2 separate regions of the Mus musculus genome follow, and region 1 is linked to region 2. A link is a contact called in public HiChIP or PLAC-seq data. All regions are on one chromosome and are shown on one strand. Each heading gives the region's core, a stretch centred on a gene start, on an enhancer-like site or on the middle of the called end of the contact. The rest is flanking DNA. Distances are from core to core; before and after follow the strand shown.

What was found. HiChIP or PLAC-seq counts read pairs in DNA pulled down with a chosen protein or histone mark.
Region 1: an H3K27ac HiChIP or PLAC-seq map of large pre-B cells shows a contact between it and region 2, with 2.8 times the contacts expected there. The contact joins two enhancer-like sites. A contact is called at or near these places in 2 of 15 datasets of contacts at CTCF or cohesin (pro-B cells and stem cell-derived epiblast-like cells), 14 of 484 Hi-C or Micro-C datasets (the AML12 cell line, the HL-1 cell line, LSK cells and 8 more) and 1 of 115 datasets of contacts at active chromatin or transcription factors (large pre-B cells).

Annotation. Positions count from the first base shown.
Region 1 is chrX:7,166,270-7,171,267 of GRCm38.p6, reverse strand. It overlaps Clcn5 (chloride channel, voltage-sensitive 5), which reads left to right. Exons shown (of 14, transcript NM_001243762.1): 7 at 2-124; 8 at 753-959; 9 at 4,832-4,912. Among named protein-coding and RNA genes, the nearest start is that of Mir500, 69 kb to the left of the region's middle. Within about 2 kb of position 2,542, at least 23 of the 459 cell types and tissues checked have an H3K27ac peak or open chromatin away from gene starts, as enhancers often do. A contact at or near this core is called in pro-B cells, where this site is marked.
Region 2 is chrX:6,919,138-6,923,909 of GRCm38.p6, reverse strand. All of the region lies in intron 13 of Dgkk (diacylglycerol kinase kappa), which reads right to left. Among named protein-coding and RNA genes, the nearest start is that of Ccnb3, 120 kb to the left of the region's middle. Within about 2 kb of position 1,524, at least 3 of the 459 cell types and tissues checked have an H3K27ac peak or open chromatin away from gene starts, as enhancers often do. A contact at or near this core is called in pro-B cells, where this site is marked.

The sequences.
Region 1 (4,998 bases), core at 1,293-3,792, 250 kb before region 2:
GGGAGCCTTTGCCTACATAGTCAATTACTTCATGTACGTCCTCTGGGCTCTTCTGTTTGCTTTCCTTGCTGTATCTCTTGTCAAGGCATTTGCACCTTATGCCTGTGGTTCTGGAATCCCTGAGGTGAGTATAGTAGGAACCTTTTTTTTTTTTTGTCAAAATATGTGTATTCTTGCATATACTATAGCTTGGTTGCTGCTAATCAGGGTCAGAGCCTGGGGGTATTTATAGTCTGTCTAAATTTCCCTTTAAGTCTCCTGTCAGCCTGGGTTACAGAATTGGGGCTAGAAGAGGAAAGAAGGGGGTCCAAATCCCCCTCCCTACCTATTTGGGCCTTAGATTGTTTCAGTGGAGCAACTACAATTTTAGTTCCTGTCTGCTCTCTGACTAAGTCATAGTTCTTTGGCAAATACTCCAGGCTATATCTACTCCTCAGGCTGTTTCTTGAACATTGACCTTATCCTCAGAACATTTTATAACCAGAGGAAGCACCTGTTCTCCTCAGCTGCTCTTGCTTCTTCATCGATACACTCTCTGCCTTACAATAGACTCTTCCCAGCTGCCACACAGCGCTTTACTGCCCCCCCCCACCATCCTGGGATCCCATAGTGAGATCCCTCTTGGGACACATACTTACTTATATGTCACTTGCTGAGGAGTGATAGCGTTCTTGTGTGGGGTGTAGATTTGAACTGTTTAGCCCTGTTTATTTACGTAGTCTGTTTCCAATCTCTCTGTGTTTGGCCTGCAGATCAAAACCATCCTGAGTGGTTTCATTATTAGAGGCTATCTGGGTAAGTGGACCCTTGTCATCAAAACTATCACTTTGGTGTTGGCGGTGTCATCTGGCTTGAGCCTGGGCAAGGAGGGCCCCCTGGTGCACGTGGCTTGCTGCTGTGGGAACATCTTGTGCCACTGCTTCAACAAATACCGGAAGAATGAAGCCAAGCGGAGAGAGGTAAGGACATGTGACTTTAACAGCCACCCACCACCACCTTCCACCCTGTGCTCTCTAACCCCCTCAGGAGCAGAAGTACTGTGCTCTCAGAGATCAAAATTTGGGGATTTCATGAGGGTAAATTCAAATAGCTTTTAGTTCTGCAGGTTCAGTTCTAGGAGTCCATCTTTTAGCCATCTTAGCATGTGTTTATATATCCACAGGTGTTTAGGGATACTCAGTACAAACTATTAACATTGTAAAAGTCTGAAATTAGCCAAAGGTCATTAAATAGAGGCTTGATTAAAAACTGTTTTTTGGGCCGGGTGTGGTGGCACACGCCTTTAATCCCAGCACTTGGGAGGCAGAGGCAGAGGTAGACAGATCTCTGAGTTCAAGGCCAGCCTGGTCTACAGAGTGAGTTCCAGGACAGCCAGGGCTACACAGAGAAACCCTGTCTCGAAAACAAAACAAAACAAAACAACTGTATTCTGCTCATATCATAGGAAACTATGCAACTATTTAAAAATAATGAGATGGCCCTCAGTATATTGACATGGACTGCTGACAACAGATAGCAGAAACTAAAGCTAGTTTGTGGGATACTTTGAATAATTTTTTAAAAATGTATTCCTATGTACTTATGAAGAACATATCTAGGGCTGGGGTGATATGGGTCAATAAAAAAATCTTTTAAAAAAAAATTGATTCTAGTCTCCCATGTTTGCCAGGTTTAAAAAAAATGATTTTTTTAAAAAAAATTTTTATTTATATGAGTACACTGTTACTGTCCTCAGACACACTAGATGAGGGCATAGGATCCTGTTACAGATGGTTGTGAACCACCATGTGGTTGCTGGGAATTGAACTCAGGATCTCTGGAAGAACAGTCGGTGCTCTCAACCTCTAAGCCATCTCTCCAGCCCCTAGAGCCCGTTTTTTAAAGTGGTACATACTTCTAATCCCAGAAATAGGGGGGTAGAGACAAGCAAAACTCTGGGGCTCACTGGCCAGCCAGTTTTGTCTGCTTGGCAGGTACCAGGCCGCTGAGAGACATTTTCTCAAAAAACCAAGTGGACGGTGCCTGATGCAGGTTGACTTCCCCTTGCACATACGTGTGCCTGCACTCACATGTACCTACCAGTATGCATGAAGATGAGCATTGGCAAAACCCACTAATATCTGCAAATGACTTTATTCTAAACTGTGACAAGCATGGACTTAGGGTGCATGGGGAAAGAGGACAGACGGAAAGGAGAAGTGGGACTTGACCTGTTTATTGTATTTATGTGGTTACTTCTTTTTTAAAACTTCTTTTTTGAGGAACTTGCTGTGGATAGAAGAGTGAATAGAAACAGCACATTTCGAACGACAGAGTTTTCTTGCTCCTAAACGCCACACTTGATTTAGTTCCTTCCTGTGTTAGACCTCTCTCTCCTCTCTCTCTCTGCCTGCTTCTTGCTTCAGCTCAGCTGAACTGTGTCCACAGTAGTACCTCTGTGCCCGTGCTCAGATCAGCCAGGTGTTAATGTGTACTATTTTGAGGAGGAAGAATGTTCTAAAAAAATTGTCCCAAGTCACTGGTTACTTTTATTGTGCAATAATTAAGGACCTTAGGAAGCAGTGCTTCTTGCTTGATTTTCCTTGAAGGGTCCAAAAAAATCACAGATGGAATAAGTTGAGGCCAAGATTATTTTTATTATTAAAAAAAGAGCTCTTGTAAAACTGGAACCCAGCAATTTCTCTTGAAGGGAAAAAAAAACATGAAAAGATTAACCACAGGCTCTGGAAACTGAAACGCTGGAGCTTTAAGTGTGGACTATTAAATAGGGAAAGTTCCTGGAATAGTCAGAAACGAGAGGAAAGCAAGCAGGAGTGGTAGAGGGTGTGTACGTAGACTGTCGCATTGTAGAGGGACAGAGAAGCTATGTGAAATTAAACAAGCTATTAAACAAGTGAAATCATGAAAACAATACCATTCTAAGGGCCAGGGATGGTGTTGGTTGTTGCTGCCTTACAGGGATCGAGTTGAGCTTGAAACTAGATTCCTTATAAAAGCTGAACTGTTTTTCTGAAAATTGCCAGACACGGACTCTTCTGAACATCTGGATCTTCACTCTATTTTCCGTAACACAGATATATCCCTAATTTTTTCCCCCTGTGTTGCTGGGGTCTAAACCCAGGGCCCCATGCAAGATATCTTATCTTGTGGTTCATAAGCAGCGGCCTTATCACAGTGAGCAGACCGGTGGAAATAAAGCAGATCTGAGTTGGAAGGGGCGCAGAGATTCCATTCAGTAATATAAAACTCAAGAGTCCTGTTCCTCTCCGTCCCGCTCCTATTTCATCCTAAACATATCTAGGAAAATTTCCTTTTACAAGTTGAGTTTTGGCTTCCCTATCCTTCTCTTTTGAGCTGCAACTTTTCAAAGCTCTCACTTTTTTGAAGGTTAGCACCAGAGCTTTCCCTCCTTGCTTTCCCTCCTTAATTTCCCTAGATGCTCTGCCGGTCCTGGAGAAACCTGGACTAGAAAGCCAAAAAACCATTTATTTTGTCAAGAAATATTTTATTCTTTGAAATTCTTAATTTTGCTCAATTTTACGTTTTGAAATCATTTCTCTCCACAGCTACTAGTATTGAAGGAAATGACTTGTTCCTATTCCTTCTAGTCTGTTCACATCACTAGTGTCAGTCCTGTACATTTCCCATGCCCATGCCTCTACACACAGGGCAATCCTCTCTAAACACCACTTGTTGTCCCACCCACCCCCTTTTGTCTATCTTTCCTGCTGATGCTCTATTCCTTTCACTTTCCTTGCAATCTGTCCTCTCTGCCCTTAAAAATCTACTTGTCTCTATTTATGTTTCTATAGGCCACGGAGACTAGCATAGGCTACAGGGGTAGGCAATTCTAAACTGTAACTGCTGTTATGTCACTAGAGCCTTCTATAATATCTTATTAAAATGTTTCCTAAACTGGCCTCAGGAGAAAGCCCACAGGACCTGCATACAGCTCAGGACTGCTGAGAAGTGGGAGAAGTGGTCTTCCTCAAGGCTGAGCACAGCAATAGCATATTCAGTACCGAGCAGTCAGCTCTGAAAACATAATACAGTGGCATTATACAGACTGAAGCAGGGTCAACTTAGAATTGGTGTGTATGCAGAGACATATGTGCATGGAACGAAAATTAGCTTTTAAAAAGAAAAAGGCCGTAAATTTGAAGGAGAGCAAGAAGGAATACATGGGAGTTTTTGGAGAGAGGAAAGGGAAGGGGGAAATGATATAATTACAATTTCAGAAAATAAAATAAACCAAACAGTGTGCTAGTGAAACAGCACAGCAAAGTACTTTCTCTTGCTCACCAGGCTCAAGTTTAGTTACTGCACAAGGAAGGTTGGCAACGGGGCCTCAATTTAGAATTAAACACATGCCTTGATCACACAGTGAAGGCCATTTGTTTTTTGTTTAAACACAGGAACCATGTGTATTGTCAACATCTAGCATACAGTATTTGCCCTCCAAGTACATATCACTTTTTATGCTATAGATCATATAAATTTTGTACTTTTGCTCCTTTTAAGATGTTTTATTGAAATATAAGTACACCCTTCCCTTCTCCTTTCCTCTCTCCATGCTCTTCTATCTGCCCCACTCGCTCCTTCCCAAATTGGTGGCATCTTTCTCCTTTGATTACTGGTTACACGCACATTTCACTATGACCTGTTGAATCCAATTAGTGTTGCTTATGTGGAAGTGCTTATGTGGAAGTGCCATGCAGAGTTTTTTTTTTTTTTTTTAATTCTCTGTGCCTATGAACATTGCTTCTAAAAATGTGATTGAATGTAAAAAAGCCATGTTATTCCATTGCTGATCTTATATTTTGGATTATAGGTCTTATCAGCTGCAGCGGCTGCCGGTGTATCTGTAGCCTTTGGGGCCCCTATTGGTGGAGTATTATTCAGCCTGGAAGAGGTAACAATGACTTTTGTCTGTACAGCATGCATATGCCTTTATATTAGAAATCTTGACCAGTATCTATGTATGTTGCAGTCCCTGGG
Region 2 (4,772 bases), core at 275-2,774:
TAACTGTTATATATGACCAGAAAAAGAGACTTTGTTTGGCTTACATTTTCACCATGGGTCAGTCGGTGCTAGTTCAAGGGCTAGCTGATAAAGTATAAATGCAATGACACAAGGGAATGTCTTTTGTGTATGTGATTAGTGCTTCTCAGATGAGAGTGTAGTGGATGGGCTAAGAGCCTTTGTTCCTAAGAGTGCAAGAGAAAATGAAAGAGCCAAATGTTTAGGAGGGGGGTGTGTTGCTTGAGTTATAAGACAGCACACAGGTAAGGCATCAGTCCCTGGATACTTGGCTCAAACTTCCACTAGTCCCCTAATATTCCAGGGCTGATGGGACCTAGGACTCTGACTTTTGCCACCCTTATGCCCAGAGGTAAGGAGTCCACAGAGAACCCGCCCATACAAGAGCTGTGGATACCCTAGCTGGACCTGAAATGTAAGCAGTCTCCAGAATATTAGCCACCACTCCCATTTCCACTCACTAGACATTATAATTTCATATGTGCAAGTCCCAGGAAGGAAACAAACAAAATTGGCATGCTAATCCAAGAAAACTTATATCCACAAAAAATTACTGATCCCATAATAATGAAACCTAATGAAAAGGATGGGGGAGAATTTCAGAGAAAGGATTAGAAAGAATGATTATAAGCATGTCCAAACAACTCAAAGAAGACAAGACTAGTCTCTAAGAGAACAAAAGAGATAAAGAAGTCAATACACATTATGAAAAGAGAATTCAATAAAAACATAAAATTACTGAAGAAAGTTAAACTGAAATCCTGCTGGAAATGAAAAAGCCAATGAACAGGACTAGAAGCCACACTGCAGCATGAATTGCTTATTACAGTTAAGTAATTGAAAGGGACCTAAGTACATTAACATCCAATCTGCTTCTTCTCCAGTCCTAGAGTCTATGTGATCAATACCCCAATAAACCTCACGTACCATCAAACCCGTGGAATATCTCTATTAGTGGCTTGAACTTGCTGCTGTGATCGCAACCAATGCAGGCACCAGCACCACATGGCCATTTTACTTCATTTAAAATAGGCTCAAAGAATCCCACCAGGATATCCATAAAAGTGTTGGTAGGAATTTCATAGAAGGGTTTTCCAGTGACTGCTGCCAAGGCTATGACCAGTAAGTAAGTCAGTGGGAAGAGGTGAAGCCATGGGAGCTAGGCACACCTCTAAACAGTGCTTTGGCTACCACAGAGCCAGCAACGGCTTCTGTCTTTGTGTGAACGCAGCAAGTGGGGCTAGATGCAGTTTGCCTTAGCTACCCACAGCCCACAGAACAGAGTCAAAAAAAACTATATATAAGACAACCCAAGAGCCCACTGGTAGGAGCTGGTAAAAATCAACACCAAGTGTGACCAGGGCCACAACCAGGACAGGAGAGAAAAACCAGTGGCTCTAACAAAGAGGAAAAAAAAGCCCAAACGACATTCAGGACAGCGATCTTGTTTTCGTATATCCCACTTCATCGACTTCCTCTATAGCTATTTCTTATGTATGATGCACAGTAGGGCATTATAAATGCAGGCCAACAGTGTCCCCTGCTGTTCACACCTTTTGCTGTTTTACTCCCTCTTTTGCTTTCATTTGTTTCTTCCTTCCTCTTTCTCCATATGCATTCCTTAGTACTACGTCTCCTAAAGCCCAAAGGCTGACCTTATTTATGAAATTGGGATACATATCTTTACCTCTACTTTTTAATCTACCACTAGTCAAAACTCCCATATATTAACTCCATGTCTCCTTTGCCTCGATTATTCCCATCCCTACTTCCAACATAAGAACAGAACACTCATCACTAGACTCAATGGGATTGTTCACCTCCTCTCTTCTTTTCCATTCTTCTCATACTAATATATGAGCATACACAGCAGCATTGGGGGTCCTTTATTCCCTAAAGTAGTCAGTACTTTTTAAGTGTCTTTTTCATACTCACTTTCTAGTATTTTATCAGAGTGCTTGAACTATGGAATAGTGACTGGTGCTTCAGACAGTAGTCAGTCCTCAGACTGGAGACAGAGCCTGCTACCCGGAACACTAGTCTAACAGATGAAAACATTACCCCACCCGCTGCAACCCAGTCTCTCCTGAGCATTGCAAACATACTCACTGAAAGAAGAGAGGCGACCAGAAGAAAAAGAGTAAAAACAATGCATCTTAATCCCCCAAAGCTGATCCCACTGCAAAACCCCATGTAACGTGAAAACCCTATCTCCTCCAGAAATTACCAAGCCCATACTAATGACCCCCAAGCAAAATTGATTAGACAAAATCCAAGTTTCAGAATGCAAAGCAATAATTATACATATGTAATAATATCTCAGAGAGGACTCCAGTCGTTTCAAAGATAACACAAAGAGACAGCTGGATGAAACAAGGAAGTCAGTTCAGGATCTGAAAATAGAATTTAATAAAGAAATAGACATACCTAAAAACCTCAAACCATAATAATGATGGAAATGAAAAACATACTAGATCAAATAAAAATGTCGGTGAAAAGCGTCCCAATAGGATGAATCATATGGAAGATAGACTATTAGGCAATGAAGACAGAATGGAGCAGCAGCTCTCAACCTGTGGGTGGTGACCCCTTTGGGGTTTGAATGACCTTTTTATAGGGGCCACTTGACACCTAAGAAAATATTTGCGACAAGTCCCTTCTGGTCAGCACCAGCACCCGGTCACCTAGGGCACGGAGTCGGTGGATACCCCCATGGTCCCTAGAGGACTCTCCACGGGATTTTAGGATCATTGGTGAGTGGAACACAACATCAGTTCCAATCCAATAGGGTGGGACCTGAGACAGCATTAGGGAAGCAGAAAAGCTGGCCTGACCAGGGTCACAAGTCCCTTCCGGTTGGCACCAGCACCGGGTCACCTTGGGTGCCGAATCAGTGGACATCTCCACAGTCCCCAGAGGACTCTCCACGCGATCTTAGGATCAGTGACCAGACAGCTCCATGCTCCTCAAAGGAGACACCATTTCCAGACACTGTAACACGCCCAGGATCTTTGACAACAGGATCCCAGGATAAAAGGAGCTTGGTCACATCAGTATTTCAGGGTCTCAGAGGAACTTGACTGCCAAGAACTCTGATACACCCAGAATCTCAAGTTCACAGGAGCCCACAATCAAAGGATCACAGAGAAAGCTGAACTCTGAGGAGTCCTGAATCAACTGGGATTATAGGAAGGACAGGCTCTAATCAGATATATTGAGGGCAGCAAGCACTTGAGATAATCAGATGACAGAAAGCAAGCATAAGAACAGAAGCAACAGAAACCAAGGTCACTTGGCATCATCAGAACCAAACTCTCCCACTTTAACAAGTCCTGGATGCACCATCACATCAGAAAAGCAAGACATGGATCTAAAGTCACTTCTCATGATGATGATGGAGGACTTTAAGAGGGAAATAAAGGAAAACACAGGTAAACAGCTAGAAGCCTTTAAAGAGGAAACACAAAAATCCCTTAGAGAGTTACAGGAAAACAATATCAAACAGGTGATGGAATTGAACAAAAACATCCAGGATCTAAAAATGGAAGTAGAAACAATTAAGAAAACCCAAAGGGAGACAACTCTGGAGGCAGAAACCCTAGGAAAGAAATCAGGAACCATAGATATGAGCATCAGCAACAGAATACAAGAGATGGAAGAGAGAATCTCAGGTGCAGAAGATTCCATAGAGAGTATGGACACAACAATCAAAGAAAATGCAAAATGGGATGGACCATCTAGAGACTGCCATATCCAGGGATCCATCCCATAATTAGCCTCCAAACGATGACACCATGGCATACACTAGCAAGCGTTTGTTGAAAGGACCCAGATATAGCTGTCTCTTGTGAGACTATGCCAGGGCCTAGCAAACACATAAGTGGATGCTCACAGTCAGCTATTGGATGGATCACAGGGCCCCCAATGGAGGAGCTAGAGAAAGTATCCAAGAAGCTAAAGGGATCTGCAACCCTATAGGTACAACAACATTATGAACTAACCAGTACCCAGGAGCTCTTGACTCTAGCTGCATATGTATCAAAAGATGGCCTAGTCGGCCATCACTGCAAAGAGAGGCCCATTGGACACGCAAAGTGTATATGCCCCAGTACAGGGGAACACCAGGGCCAAAAAGGGGGAGTGGGTGGGTAGGGAAGTGGGGGGGTATGGGGGACTTTTGGGATAGCATTGGAAATGTAATTGAGGAAAATACGTAATAAAAAATATTTAAAAAATAAAAAAAAGAAAATGCAAAATGCCAAAAGATCCCTTTCTCCCTACCTATTCAATATAGTACTTGAAGTCCTAGCCAGAGCATTTCGACAACAAAAGGAGGTCAAAGGGATACAAATTGAAAAGGAAGAAGTTAAAATATCACTATTTGCAGATGATATGATAGTATATATAAGTAACCCTAAAAATTCCACTAGAGAACTCCTAAACCTGATAAACAGCTTCAGTGCAGTAGCTGGATAAAAAAAAATTAACTCAAACAAATCAGTGGCCTTTCTCTACACAAAGGACAAACAGGCTGAGAAAGAAATTAGGGAAACAACACCTTTCACAATAGTCACAAATAATATAAAATACCTTGGTGTGACTCTAACTAAGGAAGTAAAAGATCTGTATGATAAGAACTTCAAGTCTCTGAAGAAAGAAATTAAAGAAGATCTCAGAAGATGGAGAGATCTCCCATGCTCATGGATTGGCAGGATCAACATTGTAAAAATGGCTATCTTGCCGAAAGCAATCTA